2 separate regions of the Podarcis muralis genome follow, and region 2 is linked to region 1. A link is a contact called in public Hi-C data. All regions are on one chromosome and are shown on one strand. The core of a region is the stretch at or near the end of the contact, and the rest is flanking DNA. Distances in the headings are between cores, read along the strand shown.

Region 1 (4,672 bases), core at 503-3,002:
GGTGCGAATTTCCCCCTAAAGGCGGACCTCTGCACAGAGAGGATGCTGAGATAGATGGCTCTTTGGCCTGATCCCTCTCCAGGATCCCTTTTTCCTCTCCCATTTCCTTTTGCAAAACTTACGGTAGGTGGTCTCCTGGTGGGGCGGCCCTTTGCCTCAGTTTCCCCCTTCGTACGATGACTTTGCAAGCGCCTTGTGCTCCTTCCACGAAGGCGAGAGACAGGGGGAAAGGGAGGAAAACAAGACCAGAGGGATCTCCTTACAGGAGCCTGGCTGAAAAGGAGTTTCGACATATCAGGGTCCCTTTTCGCAGCAGCTGGATGCCGTCCCCACCAATGAGCGGCGGATCCCGGGGAACGGCCTCTCCTGCCAGCGGAATTGAGTTACCACCTGTAACAGGTAAGGTTACCATCCCAGCCTAAGCAGGAGCTTAGGAGCAGCCTCGTCGCTCCGTTAAAAAGGAATTAAGAGGGGGTCGGGAAGGGGAAACAATTAGGGTTTTTAAAAGGCAGGGTTGTCAGCTTTCAGGTAACACAGGGTTCTGAGACATGAAGGTATTTGAACATCTCTTTTTTTTTGTAACAACATTTTATTAATTTTCCAAACACAAATATAAATAAAACAATGCAAATTGACACCCCTCTAGTCCCTTCCATGGCTCTATTATTTATTGACATAGTGCACGTCCATTATTAAATTTAAAACCTATTTTAAAAATCTATTTAAAATGTGATTTTATTAAGCTGTGTTATTTTTACTGTTGTTAGCCGCTCTGAGCCCGCCTCCGGCTAGGGAGGGCGGGATATAAATAAAATTTTATTATCATTATTATCCATCCATAACAAAATTACAAGCAATCTTAAAACCCTGCGAATGTATTGACCTGTGTACAATGCTTCTGTGTATATATGCAATTGACATCTTCCATTGCATCTTTGCTGCCTGTTACTTAATTCTGATTCATGTTTACGGCGACTAATTCTGCTTTTTAATTGCGGGGATTATAACGATGGATCAATTAATAACACTACATAATACGATTTAGCAATCAATGACATGCATCATGCTGTTGATTCAAAAACAAAAGTCACCCACGTGGCATGTAAAACAGAAGCGAACATGTTGCAGAATTCAAATGTAAGATAAAATATATGCAAAGGGACTTGACAGGAAGTCATAGATGAAGAAAAGATTTTGGAAGATAAAAGGGGGTGAAATATTAACTTTCATTATTATCATTTTCTGTGGGTGTGTGGGTGTCCGCACATATGTGTGTTGTTGTATGCAATGTTTCGGAGGAAATAAGACGGTAAATAACAAATAACAAACTAAATATTGATGTATGTAATTTTTATTTCTTAATTATATTTAGTGGTAGTACGGCTGTATTGTTTTTTGTAACATAAAATCATTCAATAAAAATTATTTATTAATTTATAAAATTTATTAATTTTTTTTTAAAAAAAGAGCATGTTGCAGAATTTAAAAAAAAAACCACCCAAAATATATCTCACAACGTAACAGAATAAATAGCATTTGGACAGCTCTGCAAGAAACAAACGGTGCAGCTACGATGCCGCCCGCTAGATGGCGCCGGCGCTAAACCAGGAAGCGGCTCCATCTGCCAGGAACCAAGATGGCGCCGCCGGCCTCCTCCTCCCGAAACGAGCATGGAGACGACGACTCGGATAAAATCGCGCGTGCGCAGAAGGAGGCTTTCTGTCCGGCTCCTTTTCGGCAACGCCCCTTCCGGCGCCGTCGTTACCGGAAGCTCCTCAACAAGCGGCGGCGAAACTTTATTGGCAGAGGGGAAGGGGGAACAGTCGGGATGTCGGCGAACTACGCGGCGGGGCTGTCGCCGTACTCGGACAAGGGCAAGTGCGGCCTCCCGGAGGTGAGCGGAGGGGGGACGGGGTGGGTGGGGAAGGGTTGCCATGGATACCGAGACTCCCCCCTCCCTCCCCCATTGGACTCTGCGCGGGGGGGGAGGGGCGAGGAGGGCGCCTGAGGGGGAAAAAGGCCCGGGAAGGACCCGGATGTGGAGGCCGAGGGGGGGGAAGACCCGGATGTGGAGGATGGAACGCGAAGGACCCGGATGTTGGGGATTCCCTCCCCCTCCCCCTCCCGCCTCCTGGTTTTAATGTTATGTTTCCTTCGCTCAGCTCACAGTTTTTATTATTTTATTATTTTATTTATTTATTTATTTATATTTTATTATTTTATTTATTTATTTATTTTTATTATTTTTATTTTATTTATTTTATTTTTATTTATTTATTTTATTTTATTTATATTTATTATTTTATTCATTTATATTTCCAGTCTGTTTTGCTTTACTGTGTTTCATTTCATAAGTCATTCATTCATTCATTCATTTCATTCATTCTTTTTGTTTTTAATTTCCATGTATTTTATTTTTATTTCCGTCCGTTCCTTTGTTTCCTTTCGTTCTTTTTGTTTTCACTCCCGTTTGTTTCGTTTCATTTTTATTTCCGTTTGTTTTATTTTTATTAAATTCACTCGTTTCGTTCCATTTATCTTTTTTTTGTTTTGTTTTTTTGGTTTCCATTTATTTATTTATTTATTTTTGGATACATTCAGAAAAGAACAGCATGGAACAGCTTATTGAGGAAAAATACATTTTAGTAAAGATACATTGTTAAAGTCAATGAATAAGATACAGCAAAAATGATACGTTTAGGTACAGCAGTAAATGATACATTCTCCAAGGCACAGTTTACATTATTGTAGGGTATTAAGGCAGAATACTATATATCTGATATTGGTAGAGTCATTTTCCTTTATTCCCCTCTCTGACCCTGACTTGCCGATCAGAAGGTCGGCGGTTCAAATCCCTGCGACTGGGTGATCTCCCGTTGCTCGGTCCCTGCTCCTGCCCACCTAGCAGTATGAAAGCGCCTCAAAGTGCAAGTAGATCAATAGGTACCACTCCGTCGGGAAGGTAAACGGCGTTTCCGTGCGCTGCTCTGGTTCGCCAGAAGCGGTTTAGTCATGCTGGGCACATGACCCGGAAGCTGTACGCCGGCTCCCTCGGCCAGTAAAGCGAGATGAACGCCGCAACCCCAGAGTCAGCCACGACTGGACCTAATGGTCAGGGGTCCCTTTACCCTGCCCATGTGGCTGGGTATGGCCAGCCACCCTGGGCACCTCCCAACAGAATATTAAAATACAGTGGTGCCCTGCAAGACGAATGCCTCACAGGACGAAAAACTCGCTAGACGAAAGGGTTTTCCCTATGGGCTTGCTTCGCAAGACGAAATGTCTTGCGAGTTCTTGTGAGGTTTTTTCCTTTTTCTTAAAGCCGCTAAGCCGCTAATAGCCGTGCTTCGCAAGACGAAGAGATTCGCGGAACGGATTAATTTCGTCTTGCGAGGCACCACTGTACAGTAGTCTATTTAACATTAAAAGCTTCTCTAAACAGGGCTGCCTTCCGATGTCTTCCAAATGTCTTGTAGTTAATTATTTCCTTGACATCTGGTGGGAGGGCATTCCACAGGACGGGTGCCACCACCGAGAAGGCCCTCTGCCTGGTTCCCTGTAACCTCACTTCTCACAGGGAGGGAACTGCCAGAAGGCCCTCTGGAGATGGACCTCGGTGTCCAGGGTGGAGATGCTCCTTCAGGGATACAGGGCCCTTTAGGGCTTTCAAGGTCAACACCAACACTTTGAATTGTGTTTGGAAATGTCCTGGGAGCCAATGCAGGTCTTTCAGGTCTGGTGTTATATGGTCTCCGCTCCCTGTCCCCAGTCTGGCTGCCGCATTCTGGATTAGTTGCAGTTTCCGGGTCACCTTCAAAGGTAGCCCCACGTAGAGTCCCTGATGGGGAAAAGGCAGGTTATATAAATTAACAGAGGAGAATAATTGCAACTTTCCCAGCTGACCTATCCTGCGCTTCCTCTGTTTTCTTCTCTCCCCCCCCCCCACCCACCCACGCAACCTCCCCTTCAGTTTTTTGACCCTCCAGACGAGCTGGACAGGAAAGTAGCCCAGCTGGCCCTCTTGATCCGGGAGGCTTCCAACGTGGTTTTCCACACCGGAGCTGGCATCAGCACGTCTTCGGGAATCCCAGACTTCAGGTGAGCGGAGCGACAGTTATTTGGGACCTGGGAACCCCTTACACCCCCCTCCAAGGCCGCTGATTTGTTATGGGTCACCCAGAAAGATGCTGGGTAGCACCCCTTCCGTCCGGTAAGGATTTGCCCCTCTGTTCCCTGCAGAGGCCCCAATGGCGTCTGGACCATGGAGGAGCGGGGTCTGTCCCCGAAGTTCGACACCACTTTTGAGAACGCGCGGCCGTCCACGACCCACATGGCCCTCTTGGAGCTGCAGAGAGCCGGCGTCCTGCGGTTCCTGGTCAGCCAGAACGTGGACGGTCTCCACGTACGCTCGGGATTCCCCAGGTAAGGGGACGCTTCCCGTGGCAGTGTGAAGAAAACGCTTTCATTAAGCTCTGGGACAGCTCAGGGGGCAGAGCGTGAGACTGCCGATCTCTGGGTCGCGGGTCCAAGCTCTCTGTCATGCACCCAGCTCCACGATTCCGCGATTCCATGCACATTTAAAAAAGCAAAGCCTCTGGTCTGATCTCGGATCCTTTTACAGCATCAAGCTGTCAATCCACCTGTCAAAGTTCCCCCTCTCTTTTCTCCTCCT
Region 2 (4,807 bases), core at 743-3,242, 280 kb after region 1:
GGATAAGGGTAGAGGGGCCTCGGGGGGGGGGCGGAGTGGCCATAGAGCTAGGAGACGTGTAGAGGGGCCTCGGGGGGGGGGGCAGAGTGGCGAGTGGCCATAGAGCTAGGTGAAGGGTAGAGGGGCCTCGGCGGGGGGCAGAGTGGCCATAGAGCTAGGTGAAGGCTAGAAGGGCCTCGGGGGGGGGGGCGGCAGATTGGCCATAGAGCTAGGATAAGTGTAGAGGGGCCTCGGGTGGGGCGGAGTGGCCATAGAGCTAGGAGACGCGTAGAGGGGCCTGGGGGGGGCAGAGTGGCCATAGAGTTAGGATAAGGGTAGAGGGGCCTCGGCGGGGGGGCAGAGTGGCCATAGAGCTATGAGACGCGTAGAGGGGCCTGGGGGGGGGCAGAGTGGCCATAGAGCTAGGTGAAAGGTAGAGGGGCCTCGGGGGGGGGGGGGGCAGAGTGGCGAGTGGCCATAGAGCTAGGTGAAGGGTAGAGGGGCCTGGGGGGGGCAGAGTGGCCATAAAGCTAGGTGAAGCCTAGAAGGGCCTCGGGGGGGGGCGGAGTGGCCATAGAGCTAGGAGACGCGTAGAGGGGCCTCGGGGGGGGGCAGAGTGGCCATAGAGCTAGAAGACGTGTAGAGGGGCCTCGGGGGGGGGGCAGAGTAGCCATAGAGTTAGGATAAGGGTAGAGGGGCCTCGGCGGGGGGCAGAGTGGCCATAGAGCTATGAGACGCGTAGAGGGGCCTCGGGGGGGGGGCAGAGTAGCCATAGAGCTAGGAGAAGGGTAGAGGGGCCTGGGGGGGGCAGAGTGGCGAGTGGCCATAGAGCTAGGTGAAATTTAGAGGGGCCTCGGGGGGGGGGCGCAGAGTGGCGAGTGGCCATAGAGCTAGGTGAAGGGTAGAGGGGCCTGGGGGGGGGCAGAGTGGCCATAGAGCTAGGTGAAGCCTAGAAGGGCCTCGGAGGGGGGGGCAGAGTGGCCATAGAGCTAGGTGAAGGGTAGAAGGGCCTCGGGGGGGGGGGCAGAGTGGCCATAGAGCTAGGAGAAGGGTAGAGGGGCCTCGGGGGGAGGGAGCAGAGTGGCCATAGAGCTAGGTGAAGGGTAGAAGGGCCTCGGGGGGGGGCAGAGTGGCCATAGAACTAGGTGAAGGGCCTCGGGGGGGGGGCAGAGTTGCCATAGAGCTAGGAGAAAGGTAGAGGGGCTTCGGGAGGGGGCAGAGTGGCCATAGAGCTAGGAGAAGGGTAGAGGGGCCTCGTGGGGGGGGGGCAGAGGAGCCACAGAGCTAGGAAAGGGGTAGAGGGGCCTCGGGGGGCAGATTAGGGGGAAGGGAGGACCACAGAGCTATGAAAAGTAGAGGGGTCTCAGGGGCAGAATAGGGGGAAGAGGGGACCACAGAGCTGTGAAAATGTAGAGGGGTCTTGGGGGCAGAATAGGGGTAGAGGGGCCTCAGAGCTATGAAAAGTGTAGAGGGGCCTGAGAGGTAGGAAAGGGTAGAGGAGCAATAGAGCTAGAAAAGGGTAGAGGGGTTTCAGAGGTGGGAAAGGGGCAGAAGGGCCACAGCGCTCTACCCCTTTCCTACCCCTGAGGCCCTTCTACAGTTTCCTACCTCTATCGTCTCTTACGGCCCTTTCCCTACCCAGAACCCATGACTGTAAACCTCTGATTGTGTCTGCGTGCGTGTGTTCCTCTTCCCTTTTCTTATCTCCCACTCCTTCCGTCTCCACCTCTCTTCCCACTCCCTCCTCCCCTCTCTACTGCTCCTCTCCGCCCGGGCCGCTCTAGCCCTCTCCCTCTTCTCTCCCCTTTCCCCCCTCCTTCCGGCTTCCCCCTCCTCCCTCCCATCCGGTCTTTCTTTGTTTTGGTCCGGTCCCTTTTCCCTTCCGGCCTCCTCCCTCTCCCCTCGCCAGAAAGGTTCCGCCTGCTTTCCTTTCCCCGCCTACCCTCAAGACATTTCGCGACGCGCTGCTGCGTGGTGACGCGAGCGCGCGGCCGGGCTCCGGAGCGTGCGCGCGGCCGCGGGGCTGTGGGGAGGCGGAGCCGCGCCAACATGGCGGCGGGGGGCGGCGGCGGCGGCCGGGGGAGCAGCAGCAGCAGCAGCGGCGGGCCCAGGATGGGGGGCAGGATGGGGGGAGCGGCGCCCCCCGCCTCGGAGAAGCTCCCCGTCCACGTAAGTCCGGGGGGAGCGGGCCACCCCCCCAAAGACAGAGGAGTGGGGCCTTGAACACCCCCCGATATGGGGTGGGGTCTCCCTCTTGGGGGTCCCCCTTTCCTGCAAGGGGGGGCTGAATAGCCACAGAGACACCCCCACCCCCCCTCTGCCCTCCTGCAGCTCTGGCTAGGGAAAAGACACCCCCCCCCCAAAAAAAGGAAGGCTGCATTGGCAGGGAAAGACCTGAACACCAAAATGCCCCCCCCCCCCAGGAAAAAGGGAAGGTTTCCTGAGCTCTCCTCCTTTGCAAGAGGGGGGGGGAATAAGGATGAGTTTCTGGCACTCTCTTCTCCATGCAGGGAGAAGTTTGCAAAGAGGTCTGGAGAACCGGCACGTACCTTGGCTTTTCTTCTTTTTGTTTTTAATCGATTTTGTGATTTTTAGGTTGTGGGTTTACAGGGTTGCCTGCCCTGAGTGTCTGCTGCTTCTTCTTATTATTCCTGGATGCATGCATTAGATGAGCTCCCCACCCCATTGAGCCCATTATTATTAATAGCTGCATGCCTTAGATGACCCCATCCAATTGAGTATATTGTGATTATTATTATTGTTATGATCAATAATAGCTGCATGCAATAGACCATCCCCCATTGCAGACTTCCTTGCCAAAGCCCCTTTACTTTCTTCCCCAAACACCCCCTCCATATCCTTTGCGTTATTATATTGTTGTAAACACCTCAGCCTAATACTTCCCCCTCCTGTTTTTTCTTTCCATCTAATAATAATAATAATAATAATAATAATAATAATAATAATAAATAGCTGCACGCATTGCAAGTCCATTGCAGACTTCCTTGCAAAAAGCCCCTTTGCTTTCCCCCCCCCAAACAACCCCCTTCCATTTCCTTTGCATTATATTGCTGTATGGAAACACCCCCCACCCTAAAACTTCCTCCTCTCCAGTTTTTCGTTTCCACCCCCTAATAATAATAATTGTTATTACTATACACCGCCCATCTGACTGGGTTGCCTTGGCCTCTCTGGGCGGCTTCGAGCAAATTACAAAACATTGAAACATCGGTAAAGCATCAGACATTGAAAGCTTCCCTAATGCACCCCAGTCCCTTTTCGGTAGGTAAATGTGTGGGTGTGTTTAGAATCACAGAATGGTAAATTTGCAAAGGACCCCAGAGGGTCATCCAGCCCAACCCACTGCAACGCAGGAAACCTTTTGCCAAACTCAGGCCTCGAACCCACAACTCTTGCGAAGCCTTCGAACTCGCCTCTCGCTTTCTCCTTGCTTCCCAGCCCTCTCCTGTTGCTCTGCAATATGGATAATGCAGCCCTCCTTTCTTTGCCGCCCCCCAAGTTCCTCTACATTGGTTTGCATCCAATGTTCTACTCGAGGTAGGACCCCCCCCCCTAAAATTAATGGGACCAAGCAAGTTATGCCCATTCATTTCAACGGTGCGACTCTTGAGTATTAAGTCGTTTGGGATGCAACCCAAATTATGTATATACCCGCATTAAAAGGCACTCATTGGCGAAGCTTCCTGCAATACCACTTGGAAATTCAGCTTTCAAGTAGTTTAAAAAAAGGGGGGGGGCACCTTTAATTAGATATGGCTAAATGTTGCGTCCCTGCGTCCATGGAATTATTTCAATTCAGTCCCGTAGGGAGAATTCGGTGTTTGAAACAGCTGATGGGGACATATTGTGGTTGTTGCTGTTAAACATATGCAGCAAACCTATAATTTATGTGGGGAGTTGCGTTCTGGGGGGGGGGGTCGGGCCCCAAGCCGAAACTGCATATAGTCAGGACGTATTGGGGTTCAAGGGTGGGTGAGATTGCCAAAGGCGGCTGTTATTTTTATTCTGATTATGTATTTTGTGGTTTCCTAGCCTGATTTTATTCTGTGATCCTCCCCGAGACCTGTGGGAATAATAATAATAATAATAATAATAATAATAATAATAATAATAATATCATCAGCTCCCCTCCCCTGGAAACCCACCCATTTTCCACCCTACCCTTTTATTTATTTTGTAGTTTTGCATTTTTAAAATTGCGCATATAGCTGAATCATGCACAAGTCGAGCGTGCGTCAATTGCGGGATTTAGCGTTTAAAACGCTGGGTTTCCCCCCCTTAGTCTTTCTGTTTTACTTTTTCTGTATCGCAAACCCCCTCTGAAGGCCTGGCCCCACTTTCCTGGGAGTAAGCCCCACAGTAGGACCTGCCGCAGAGTAGGCGCGGCTGCTGCCAAGCCGCAAGAACGCTGATCCGGGTAAATACAGTCGCCAGAGAAGCGATCCCGGACCGTAAAGAATAAGAGATTTTCAGCTTAATGCGCATAGATATATTTCCTCCCCCCCCCCACCTCAAAATGCAGATGTAGCTGCAGAGAGCGGACCGATTTATCTGCCAGCTTCTTGCACGTTTGATCTGGATTACTTCCAGACCGATCCTGCGAGCACTTACTCAGCAGTCCGCGGCCGCCATAGAGGGGGGCTGGCTTGGCGAGGATTTGGGGGTGAGGATTTGCAGCCTCGTAAGAGGGGGCCTGGGGGGGGCAAGAGGCAGGTTTGGTTTGGGGCTCCCCCGGGAAGGGGAAGCCGAAGCCTAGCAGGCAGAAGGGGCTGCATTTCGGGGTCTCTGAACACATAAAAGGGGGCAG

Evidence for each region. A called contact is a pair of places that touch in the nucleus more often than the background predicts.
Region 2: a Hi-C map of tail shows a contact between it and region 1, with 2.6 times the contacts expected there. The contact joins the promoter of SIN3B here to the promoter of SIRT6 in region 1. A contact is called at or near these places in 2 of 3 Hi-C or Micro-C datasets (blood and tail).

What each region holds. Positions count from the first base shown.
Region 1 is chr18:12,934,921-12,939,592 of rPodMur119.hap1.1, forward strand. SIRT6 (sirtuin 6) reads left to right here and starts at 1,753. Exons shown (of 8, transcript XM_028713770.2): 1 at 1,753-1,894; 2 at 3,971-4,098; 3 at 4,240-4,422. The coding sequence starts at 1,829.
Region 2 is chr18:13,214,178-13,218,984 of rPodMur119.hap1.1, forward strand. It overlaps SIN3B (SIN3 transcription regulator family member B), which reads left to right and starts at 1,993. Exons shown (of 19, transcript XM_028713443.2): 1 at 1,993-2,148. The coding sequence starts at 2,029.